Linked DNA regions of Sus scrofa: all the other regions are linked to region 1. A link is a contact called in public HiChIP or PLAC-seq data. All regions are on one chromosome and are shown on one strand. The core of a region is the stretch at or near the end of the contact, and the rest is flanking DNA. Distances in the headings are between cores, read along the strand shown. Region 1 holds the start of BLVRA (biliverdin reductase A). Region 2 holds the start of PPIA (peptidylprolyl isomerase A). Region 3 holds the start of PSMA2 (proteasome subunit alpha type-2).

Region 1 (3,086 bases), core at 341-2,840:
TTACCCCCTAACAGAAAGAACATAGCTCTACCTCAACTCTGTTCCCTTTACCTTTGTGCTTTGTGCCTGTGCTTAGTCATGCTGGCTCAGCAGCTTTTGTAAAAAGGATGTTACCTATGGCTTGAAATATTCAGGATAGCCTATTCTGGGGGCTCTGAACTTGAAGAACCCATTCATATAGAGATTAAAAAGTTGCGGAACAGAGACTAACAACAGAGTCTTGGAGGAGGTTTATAGGAACTTGGTGAGCCACCTACAGTGGACAGCCATAGGAAGTGTCCCTCACCAAGAAGTTTGAAACTAACCATGCTCCCTCACCTTGCGTTTAAAAGTGCTTTGCTGAGGGAGTTCCCGTCGTGGCGCAGTGGTTAATGAATCCGACTAGGAACCATGAGGTTGCCGGTTCGATCCGTGGCCTTGCTCAGTGGGTTAAGGATCTGGCGTTGCCCGTGAGCTCTGGTGTAGGTTGCAGACGTGGTTCGGATCCCGCGTTGCTGTGGCTGTGGTGTAGGCCGGAGGCTACTGTCTGATTGGACCCCTAGCCTGGGAACCTCCATATGCTGCAGGAGCGGCCAAAGAAATGGCAAAAAAGACACCCCCCTCCCCCCAAAAAAGTGCTTTGCTGAAGCCCCGCAAAGAGTTAGGGAGTTTGGGAGCACCAGTCTCCTTGCATGGCCCTGCAATAAACCTTCCTCTGCTGGAAACTCTGATCTTTCCGTTTGTTTGACCTCACTGTGCACCAGGAACACGAACTTATATTTGGTAACGAGATAAAAGCGCTTGTGGGGATGGATAGTGGTGGGTTTTGCACAATGTGAACGTATTTAATGCCGCTGAACTATACACTTAAAAATGGTTAAGATGGGAGTTCCCATCATGGCTCAGTGGTTAAGGAGAACCCGACTAGCATCCAGGAGGACGCAGGTTCCATCCCTGGCCTCGCTCAGTGGGTTAAGGATCTGGAATTGCCTGTGGGGTGGTGTAGGTTGCAGACATGGCTCGGACCCAGCGCTGCTGTGGCGTAGGCTGGCGGCTACAGCTCCGATTTGACCCCTAGCCTGGGAACCTCCACATGCTGCAGGTGCCACCCTAAAAAGACAAAAGACAAAAAAAAAAAAAAAAAAAGGTTAAGATGGAAGTTTTATGTGTATTTTCACACACACACACACACAGAGCCCTTCGCTGCCTGTTTTCCGGGGCACTGGGGCTCCTAACCCAGAAAGGATCTAGTGGGTTCCATGGGGCAGGAGTAGAGCGGAGCAAGGGGCTGCTATGCCCACCACTAAGAGGACAGAGCACACCATGACTGGCCTGCGAGGCTGCTGAAGGCCCCGAACTTGGGTCCAGGGCTCCCTCTCCCCTGTGGACGAGAGCCCTGGGCCCACTCGCCCGGCGGAGCAGAGCGCAGCGACAGGGCACGAGCTGGGCGGGATACCCGAGCGGGGAGAAGGTCCCAGCCAGCCCTTCGAGTCCCATTGCGCCAGAAGGTGCTGGGGCCACGCCCTCCCAGGAGGAGGCTTGAGGCGGGACCCCGCCCCTCACGGCCCCGCCTCCCCCTCCCCCCTCCCCTCTCCCCCGCCCCTCCCCTCGCCCCTCCCCTCGCCCCTCCCTCTGGCTCCCCGACCCCGCGCTCCCCCGAGTCCTCCCGCCCAGCGGCCAATCCCGGCTGCGCTCCGGCCTGTTCTCTGCGCGGTGGTGGCGCCGAGCGCGGAGACTGCCCGGCGAGCTCAAGCTTTGTGCTCAGCGGCAGGTAAGGGCGCGCGGGGGATCGGGGTCGCGTAGAGCTTTGCTAAAACCCTCAGGCCGAAGCGTGAAAACCGCTGCCAGCCGGGGACCCGGTGCCCGATCCGCTGTCCTGCCCGAGCTTTCGGCGCCGTCCACCTCGCCCCGCCCGGGCCCGTCGCCTGAACGGACGATCGAGAGGCTTGGCCGGCCGGGGATCGCGAGGTGCTCTCCCAGAGAAGGCCTTTCTCAAGTGGCAAAGACCGACTGTTCAAAACATTGCATCTGTATTTCACTCGTAAAGTGGTTATGGTTTTGGGTGGGTGCTACGCGTGGTGCGGCGAAGTCTCGCGGCGCTGCCCCGGCATCTCCAGCCCGGATGAGGGTTCGGCCCGGCGGGGAATCGGAGGACCGCGCAGGCTGGGGTTCTGGCCCTCGGTACAAACCCTGCACGGGTCACTTAATCTCTCCTGGCTGCACTGTCCTCTTTGGAAACTGGAAAATGTTACGAATTTCATTTGTTGTGAGGGTTACATGAATTACGTGCACTCTGAAAAAACGAAGGTTGAGCTGCCCCCAGCAACAGGATAATCTAGACAGAGAGGTATTTCTAAGTACTGATACCCTGAATTGTTCTGCAAAGACAGTTGGCAGCAAAATCACGTAGAAGAGTAAGAAATCATATAAATATATATATAACCACATATTGGGTGCAGAGATCACGTAAAGCAGGAGAGAAGTGGTGGGGGGAGTAAAGTGGGATCTTTCTGTGAAAATGGAGATGCTCCGTATTTAATTAATTTACATTTAAGTAGCCAGTGTGTCTTACAGGACAATGCAGACCTGTGTTGTTTTTGGGCTTGAGTCTCAGATTTGTCTCTGTGAAAGTAGTCTTGGTCGGTTGCTTAGTTCTTGTCATTTGAAAGCAGAGTAGATTCGTTCATTCATTCATTCTTCAAATATTAATGGACTTGAAGAAGCAGAGCCATTTCTTGAGATTAGCTATAAGGGCAATTTTCTGTATTTCATGATTAGAGCACCCTGATGTATTGCCATGTAAAAGACTGTTCAGTTGAGGAATTGGGGCTGGCAGGGACGGAGCCAGTGGATATGGCATCATTTATAGCTTTTTTTTTTTTTTAAGGGTTTTGAATAATTTTCTAAATGTTAACCAGCCTTTATGGAAAAAATTTAAAATATGTAGATACGCAAAAAGAAACAAAGTCACTAAAAAAATTCCACCACTCAGAGACATAATGAAAGTTACTATTTTTTTTTTTTTTTTTTAGGGTTGCACCTGCCGAATATGGAAGTTCCCAGGCTAGGGGTCAAATCCGAGCTGCAGCTGCAGGCCTACACCACAG
Region 2 (3,128 bases), core at 29-2,528, 620 kb after region 1:
GCAGACATGGCTCCGATCTGGCGTTGCTGTGGCTGTGGTGAAAGCCAGCAGCTGTAGCTCGGATTAGATCCCTAGCCTGGGAACCTCCACATGCTGCGGGAGCAGCCCTAAAAAGCAAAAAAAAAAAAAAAAACCTAAAAAACAAAAACAAACCCACCAACCTCTGATTTGCTTCTCACAACCCTATCCTGGTTTTGCAGATGAAGAACCTGAGGTTTTTTGTTTTTTTTATTACTGAAATGAATTTATCACATCTGTAGTTGTGTAACGATCATAACAATCCAATTTCACAGGATTTCCATCCCCCGAAGAACCTGAGTTTTACAGATACTAAATAACATTCTGAATACTTCGACCAAGTGTCAGAGGATACATAAATTTTCTTTTCAAGGTTTTCTGAACAAATGACTAGGGTCACATAAGGGCACTTAGTACTAGCAATAAAACTATCATTAATTTATTAGCCTAAGGGAATTCACTTTTAAATGGTTGCTTTGTCTTTCACCCAGAAGGCAGAGCAAAATTCTGCTTTTGAAAGAGGGTGTGGGGCAGAGATTTTAAAAGTTTTAAAAAGACGGCAAAAGTGTGCAGCATGTCTTTATAGGTTAAGAGTCCGCCAGGCTCGTGCTTTAACGTCTTCCTCCTGGAGAAAATTCAGAGTGTGCAGGGTATTTTCGGAAAGTAGGGCATTTTGGAAGCATTTCATAATCTCTTAGACTGGGGGGGGGGGCGACGGCTGCCCCTCATCCTCAACTGCAGTAAGAAAAAGGTGATGCCCGATGCCCAAAGCCACCTGGCCTCCCAGAGAGGCGCGGGCCCTGGACCCCGAGCGACCTTGGCCGATAGCGCGACCTTGAGGCCTGCGTTCGCCTCAGTTACCCCCTCTGAGCAATGGGGTGAGGTCTTGTCCGCCGGGCCGGGGGTATGCGCCCCCCTCAGGTGCCCACCGACTCTCCATGGCGCTCACCACGCCCTGTCCGGGTGTCCATTCCGGTCGCTGGCACCAGACCCCACGCCGCAGCGCGGAGAAGGAGCCCGCGGGCGGGAACCTGCCTGCATCCTCCAGCGCGCACGCGCGTCTCCCGTCCCGCCTCTCCGGCGCCATCTTCACCCATAGGCCAGCCGCGCCATCACTCCGACTAGACCTGGGTCACGATTGGCCAGCGACAAGGCACGCGACCGGCCGTGGGCGGGGCCCAGACCGGCTATAAAAGAGCCGGCGGCGGGGCTCGTGCTGCCTTGCAGACGCCGCCGCCCCGGATCTCTCAGTGCTGCTCAGCCATGGTTAACCCCACCGTCTTCTTCGACATCGCCGTCGATGGCGAGCCCTTGGGCCGCGTCTCCTTCGAGGTTGGGGCGGGCGGCAGTGCGCCTGGTGGGCCCCGGCGGGGGGTGGGGGGCGACCGGGGGTCCGGGTGCTGGCACCCCGCTTGAGGAACGCGGGCGGCGCGTCGCCATTTCCTGACGAGGGGCCATTTTGGGAGGCCGGGGGCGGCGGGCAGACAAAGGCGGGGCGGGCGGGGGAGGGGCGGCCGCGCCCTTCCGGCCGCGCACGTGCTCGGGCCGCGAGCAGTTGGCCGCCGCGCGGGTCCGCGGGCCCCCGAGGGTCAGCAACGCCCCAAACGGAAGGCGGGTCCCGGCCCCAGGCAGCTGCGACCCTCCTGGGGCGGCCCTCGAGGGCTCGGAGGCCGGTCGCCTCGCGCCGACGCGGCAGCCGCAACAGAAGGCTGCCGTTCCCGCGCCGGGGCCGGTGGTGGCGGCCCGCCCTCCCGTGACCCCGGAGGAGCGGCTGCTCATTAGGGCTGGCGGGGTCAGCCGAGTGGAGGGCTTCCCCGCTGTCGTAAGATCGCGAGGTGGGTGTCGGAGAAGGGCCCACGCGCCCTCCCCGCCCCCACCCCGAACGGAAATGTGCAGGCCGCCTTCCCTCCGCTGGCGCCGGGGCCCGCCTTCCGCTGCGGTGACGGTGGGTGGGAGGCGCCCGGCCACTCCCGGCTGTCCCCACGCAGGGCTAGTCGAGACTGGCTGCTCGGTAGGCCTCCCCGATGCTGGGAGTTCTCGTGTGTAGTCACGGGATGGCAGCCAAGTCGATGTGCTCACGAGTCGGTAAATGCTGTTCTGTTGGAGTTAACGTGGTAGGCCTTGGGGTGGAGCCGTCAGAGATTCCATCCCTGGGACCACTTTTCAAAAAGCCGCCAATGATGAGGATCTTACTCCGAGAACAGATGTATCCCCCACCGCCACCCCATGCAGGGGGTTTCCTATCTTGTCAACCCCTAAACTCTTCCTGGAGAAAACGTTGCGTCCTAGTCAATCTGTCCCTCCCTCTTACTGTAGTCAAGGCTAAGAATTGATAGGGCCCACGTGGAAACTTGCCCTGAGATAAATACTCCGTGGAGAAATACGTCCAATCGAGCACACCCCGCTTTATCCGGTCAGCTGATAGTTGACCAGAGGCCACGTGGAAACTCGGCCCGAGCCTGAGGCTTTGTGGCTTGTCTCAGGTGAGCCAGAGCGCTAAGGGAAATGCGATAGGAGCTCTGGCGTGGGTTCTGGTGAGAATGGAGGTGGAACTGCCGGTAGCGACTTGAACATCAGGAGGGGTCTTAAAGTCAGGGCAGCACAAGGGTTTGAGGAACGTCGGCACTTGAGACCATTTACTTCACTCACACTTAGAAGGTCGTCCTAAAAATATTCAGGGATCTCAATAGGTGGTTTAGTCACACATCTCTGGAATAGTCAGTAAAATACTTTGTCTTTATGAAAGGGCTTATAAATGCTTTCTCTGGTATTTAAGCTTTTTTAGCCAGAATGTTTTATATATGCAGGAAAGGAAGCAGTTGTACTAGAAATCAATCTTTATTTTTTACCCCACTACTAGGTAAGGGACCTGGAAACCAAGAAGTGACTGCTCATCCAATCCATAAAGCTATGTTAACAGATTGGAGGTAGTAGCATTTTCATTACCAGTGACTAAATTCCCTGATCATGCAAGAGTACTTGCTGTTCCCGAAAATCTTGTACTTAGGTTCAAACTGAAGTTGGGGGAGGTGATGTACATTTGAGAAGCTGTATATCTGTTTAGAAGTAGGTGTGATACAAATAAAAGTTCTAGTCACTTTTTAGAAGCC
Region 3 (3,081 bases), core at 252-2,751, 720 kb before region 1:
GTATTACAACCGGCTAGAAACAAATGTTTTAACTAAAACAGAACTGCACCGTCATGTTAAAGAACAAGAGTGTATTTTAATAAAGAAACTTATCATAGAAAGATTCAGCCCCTGATAACGAACGGCTGTTTTATGTTTCAGCTCCCCTAGGATCACTCTTCGTTACAGATAAAAGTCCAGGTTTGTTCTGCTCATGAATATGAACAGTGACTACTTGGCAAATACTGTTTTCTATCTCTGTATATGATAAGATCTTTTATTAAAAAGAAGGTGTTTCAGTATTTTAAGAAGACATCATACAATAATGTAAAGTATTAATTTTGTCGTCAGAAAAAAACTCGGCTGGAACGTTAACTCAGCTATTCATCTATGACCACTGGACGAGTTATTTAATTGGTCTGAGCGGTGGTAATTAGCTCATCTGTAAAGCGCTGCGATAACATTTACCACACATGGAGGCAGAAAGAGATGCAGTAAGCTGCACCCACATAAAGTACTCAACAAGTTAGACCTCGCCTGCTTTCAGCAGTCAAAATAAGAATATATGTTAAACGAGGCATCACTGATCTATAGGAAAATGATCAAACTGAACCATTCCCCCGCTCGATTATTAAATCTTTCAATGATGATTTTCTTACACTGGAAATGATGACAATTCATTTCAAATTTATTTTGAAAAATATACTTATATATTTACTCTAAAAAAGGCCTACAACCTTTCTACAAACAAACAAAAAATCCCCCTCCCAATACAACAGCCAAAAAGCGCAAATGCAGCCGAGGAGTTTGGAGTCCTCAAACCAGGGGGCAGAAAGATTACCGCTTTCATTTTCAGTCCTTAAACTTCCGGTGGGAGCACCAAGGAAACCGAAAGCGGGAAGAGCTTTCGAAAGACATTAATGCCAAATGCAGTCTAAGACTCGGACCAAACTGGAAAGTTGGCCTTTCCGAGAAAAGGAACCCCATAGATTTGACCAAGATTCCGCGCTCCGGAAGCTCCCGAAATCAGGCCTACTTGGGTAAAAAAAACCAAAACTGTGAGTTCTGAACGGGACACTCAGAGACAGCGAACCCAAAGCTGCCTTTTCTAGTGCCCAAAGCCAAAGAAAACACCTCGGTGAGGGCCTCCACCTCCCGCAGCGCCAAGGTCGCCCGGGATCCCCGGACTCGCGTCCCCACAGCCCCCCGACACCAATGCTCCCCAGGCCGCGGGAGGGCCCCGCAAATGACTTTGCAAAGTCGCATTTCCACCCCCAAGCCCTCCTGGGCCTTCTGAAAGCACCAGGCCAGAGACCAGGATGGGAAAAACCGGGTCGGCTGAGCTCCTGCAACCTCAGCTACATGGAGGACCTCGGAGACCCCTTCCCTACCTGAATGTAGTCAGCGAAAAGCTGTAACCACGCTCCGCCATCTTTACCCGAAGATCCAAGGCACAGCCGCACACATGCGCACTGAAGCCCGTTTCTTCTCATTTCCCCTCCCCGCGCCTTCCTTTCTCTCTCTCTGATTGGAGAAGAATCAGAGCCGCTCCAGAGGCATGCTGGGCATTGTAGTTCTAAACGAGACGTTGGCCGACTCTGATCTGTGCGCATGCTCGAGGTAGGGGTGGGCCCCCGGCCCGATGGGCGTGGTTTTTGGGCGAGCAACATGGCGTCCGCCATGCTGGTGCTGGTGGTTCCGCCGTGGCCCGCAGCCCGGGGACTTCTCCGGAATTGGTGGGAACAACTGCAACGGAAGCTTCAGCACAACCGGCTAGGCCTTCCCCTTCATCCTTGGGGTAGGTAAAGAAAACCTCCGTGGAGAGCGGTTTGGGCCCGGGGACCCCAGGCATGGTTGTGGACCCCGCTCCTGCTCTGCCCTCCTCCCGCGGTCTGATCTCCCGCAGAGCGTAGAGGACATTGTCCTGGACCTTCATTTACTTAGAAGCAAGAGACAGCAATTTTTGCTCCCCAGTCCCCTGCAAAAAAGGAAAAAGGCCCTGCACTTGTCCCATTCGTGCCTAGGGGCTGAAGGGCATTAGCTTGGCACCACGCCGAGCTGCTGTTTCGATCCTCTTGTCTTTCCTTTCGTTCCACTTCCTAAAGCAATTTGCCTTCCGGTGTTTGAGCTCTGTGCAGTTGAATCCTGATCCTCTGTTTCCCATGGCAACTAAGTTTTGCTTTTTAGGGCCTCAGCCCCAGGCGTACGGAAGTTCCCAGGCTAGGGGTCAAATCGGAGCTACCGCTTCGGGCCTGCGCCACAGCCACAGCAATGCTGGATCCCAGCCGCATCTGGGACCTACACCACAGCTCACTGCAGTGCTGGATTTTGACCCACTGAGCGAGGCCAGGGATTGAACCCACATCCTCATGGATATTAGTCGGATTCATGTCTGCAGCCCCAAGACGGGAACTCCCAACAGAAACTACTTTTAAATGGAAGCATCTTGGATGTCATTGATTCCACATTTACATTCTCCTCGATTTTGAAGGTATCCAGAACATGGAAGTGATAATACCCAGGTAGTATGTCAAAATTTATATGTGCTTCCTGGGATAAATCTCCACAACTGTCCCATTAGGTGTCTGCACTTTTCTACAGATGTAGGCTCAGAAGGGAACCAAAGTGACACAGGCCGTCCAGAGCCTGTGCTCTTAACCACTTGTCTGGGCTTAGCAATACTTTTAGATAAACTGAAAAGGAATACCAGTTGTTAAGTGTTAGACATCTTTGTATACTTTTAAAAGTTTCTAAGATCAAGAAGTATTTTAGGTCTGAAGAATTTAGCCAGGAGAGGGTGAAGGAATCTCTTTGGTTTTATAAACAATTTAGAAAAACAAGAGTGAAACGTTGGGGATCACCTAAATAATTAATATCTTACAAAGAATGAGGAGCTAGTTCTTTTCCTTGGAGAATTGACATGGATCAAGATTAAATATCATGAAGAGCTAAGTGACTTAAAGTGTCTGCCAGGACAGAGGCGCTAACGCAGTTTGAATCTAATAAAGGACCAGTCAACATTTATCTCAGGGCCAGTGGAAAGCATAGATGTCCTTGCAAAGTAACTAGGTACTGCCCACCAAGTAGAATGTGGACAACTGA

The links. HiChIP or PLAC-seq counts read pairs in DNA pulled down with a chosen protein or histone mark.
Region 2: a contact with region 1 is called in an H3K27ac HiChIP or PLAC-seq map of alveolar macrophages. The contact joins the promoter of PPIA here to the promoter of BLVRA in region 1. A contact is called at or near these places in 2 of 5 promoter capture datasets (fetal liver and liver) and 1 of 2 datasets of contacts at active chromatin or transcription factors (alveolar macrophages).
Region 3: an H3K27ac HiChIP or PLAC-seq map of alveolar macrophages shows a contact between it and region 1. The contact joins the promoter of PSMA2 here to the promoter of BLVRA in region 1. A contact is called at or near these places in 2 of 5 promoter capture datasets (fetal liver and liver), 1 of 47 Hi-C or Micro-C datasets (liver) and 1 of 2 datasets of contacts at active chromatin or transcription factors (alveolar macrophages).

What each region holds. Positions count from the first base shown.
Region 1 is chr18:51,183,997-51,187,082 of Sscrofa11.1, reverse strand. BLVRA (biliverdin reductase A) reads left to right here and starts at 1,590. Exons shown (of 8, transcript XM_003134889.4): 1 at 1,590-1,750.
Region 2 is chr18:50,564,967-50,568,094 of Sscrofa11.1, reverse strand. It overlaps PPIA (peptidylprolyl isomerase A), which reads left to right and starts at 1,278. Exons shown (of 5, transcript NM_214353.1): 1 at 1,278-1,350. The coding sequence starts at 1,282.
Region 3 is chr18:51,907,819-51,910,899 of Sscrofa11.1, reverse strand. It overlaps PSMA2 (proteasome subunit alpha type-2), which reads right to left and starts at 1,501. Exons shown (of 8, transcript XM_003360207.5): 1 at 1,371-1,501. The coding sequence starts at 1,411. MRPL32 (39S ribosomal protein L32, mitochondrial) reads left to right here and starts at 1,609. Exons shown (of 3, transcript XM_021079164.1): 1 at 1,609-1,777. The coding sequence starts at 1,648.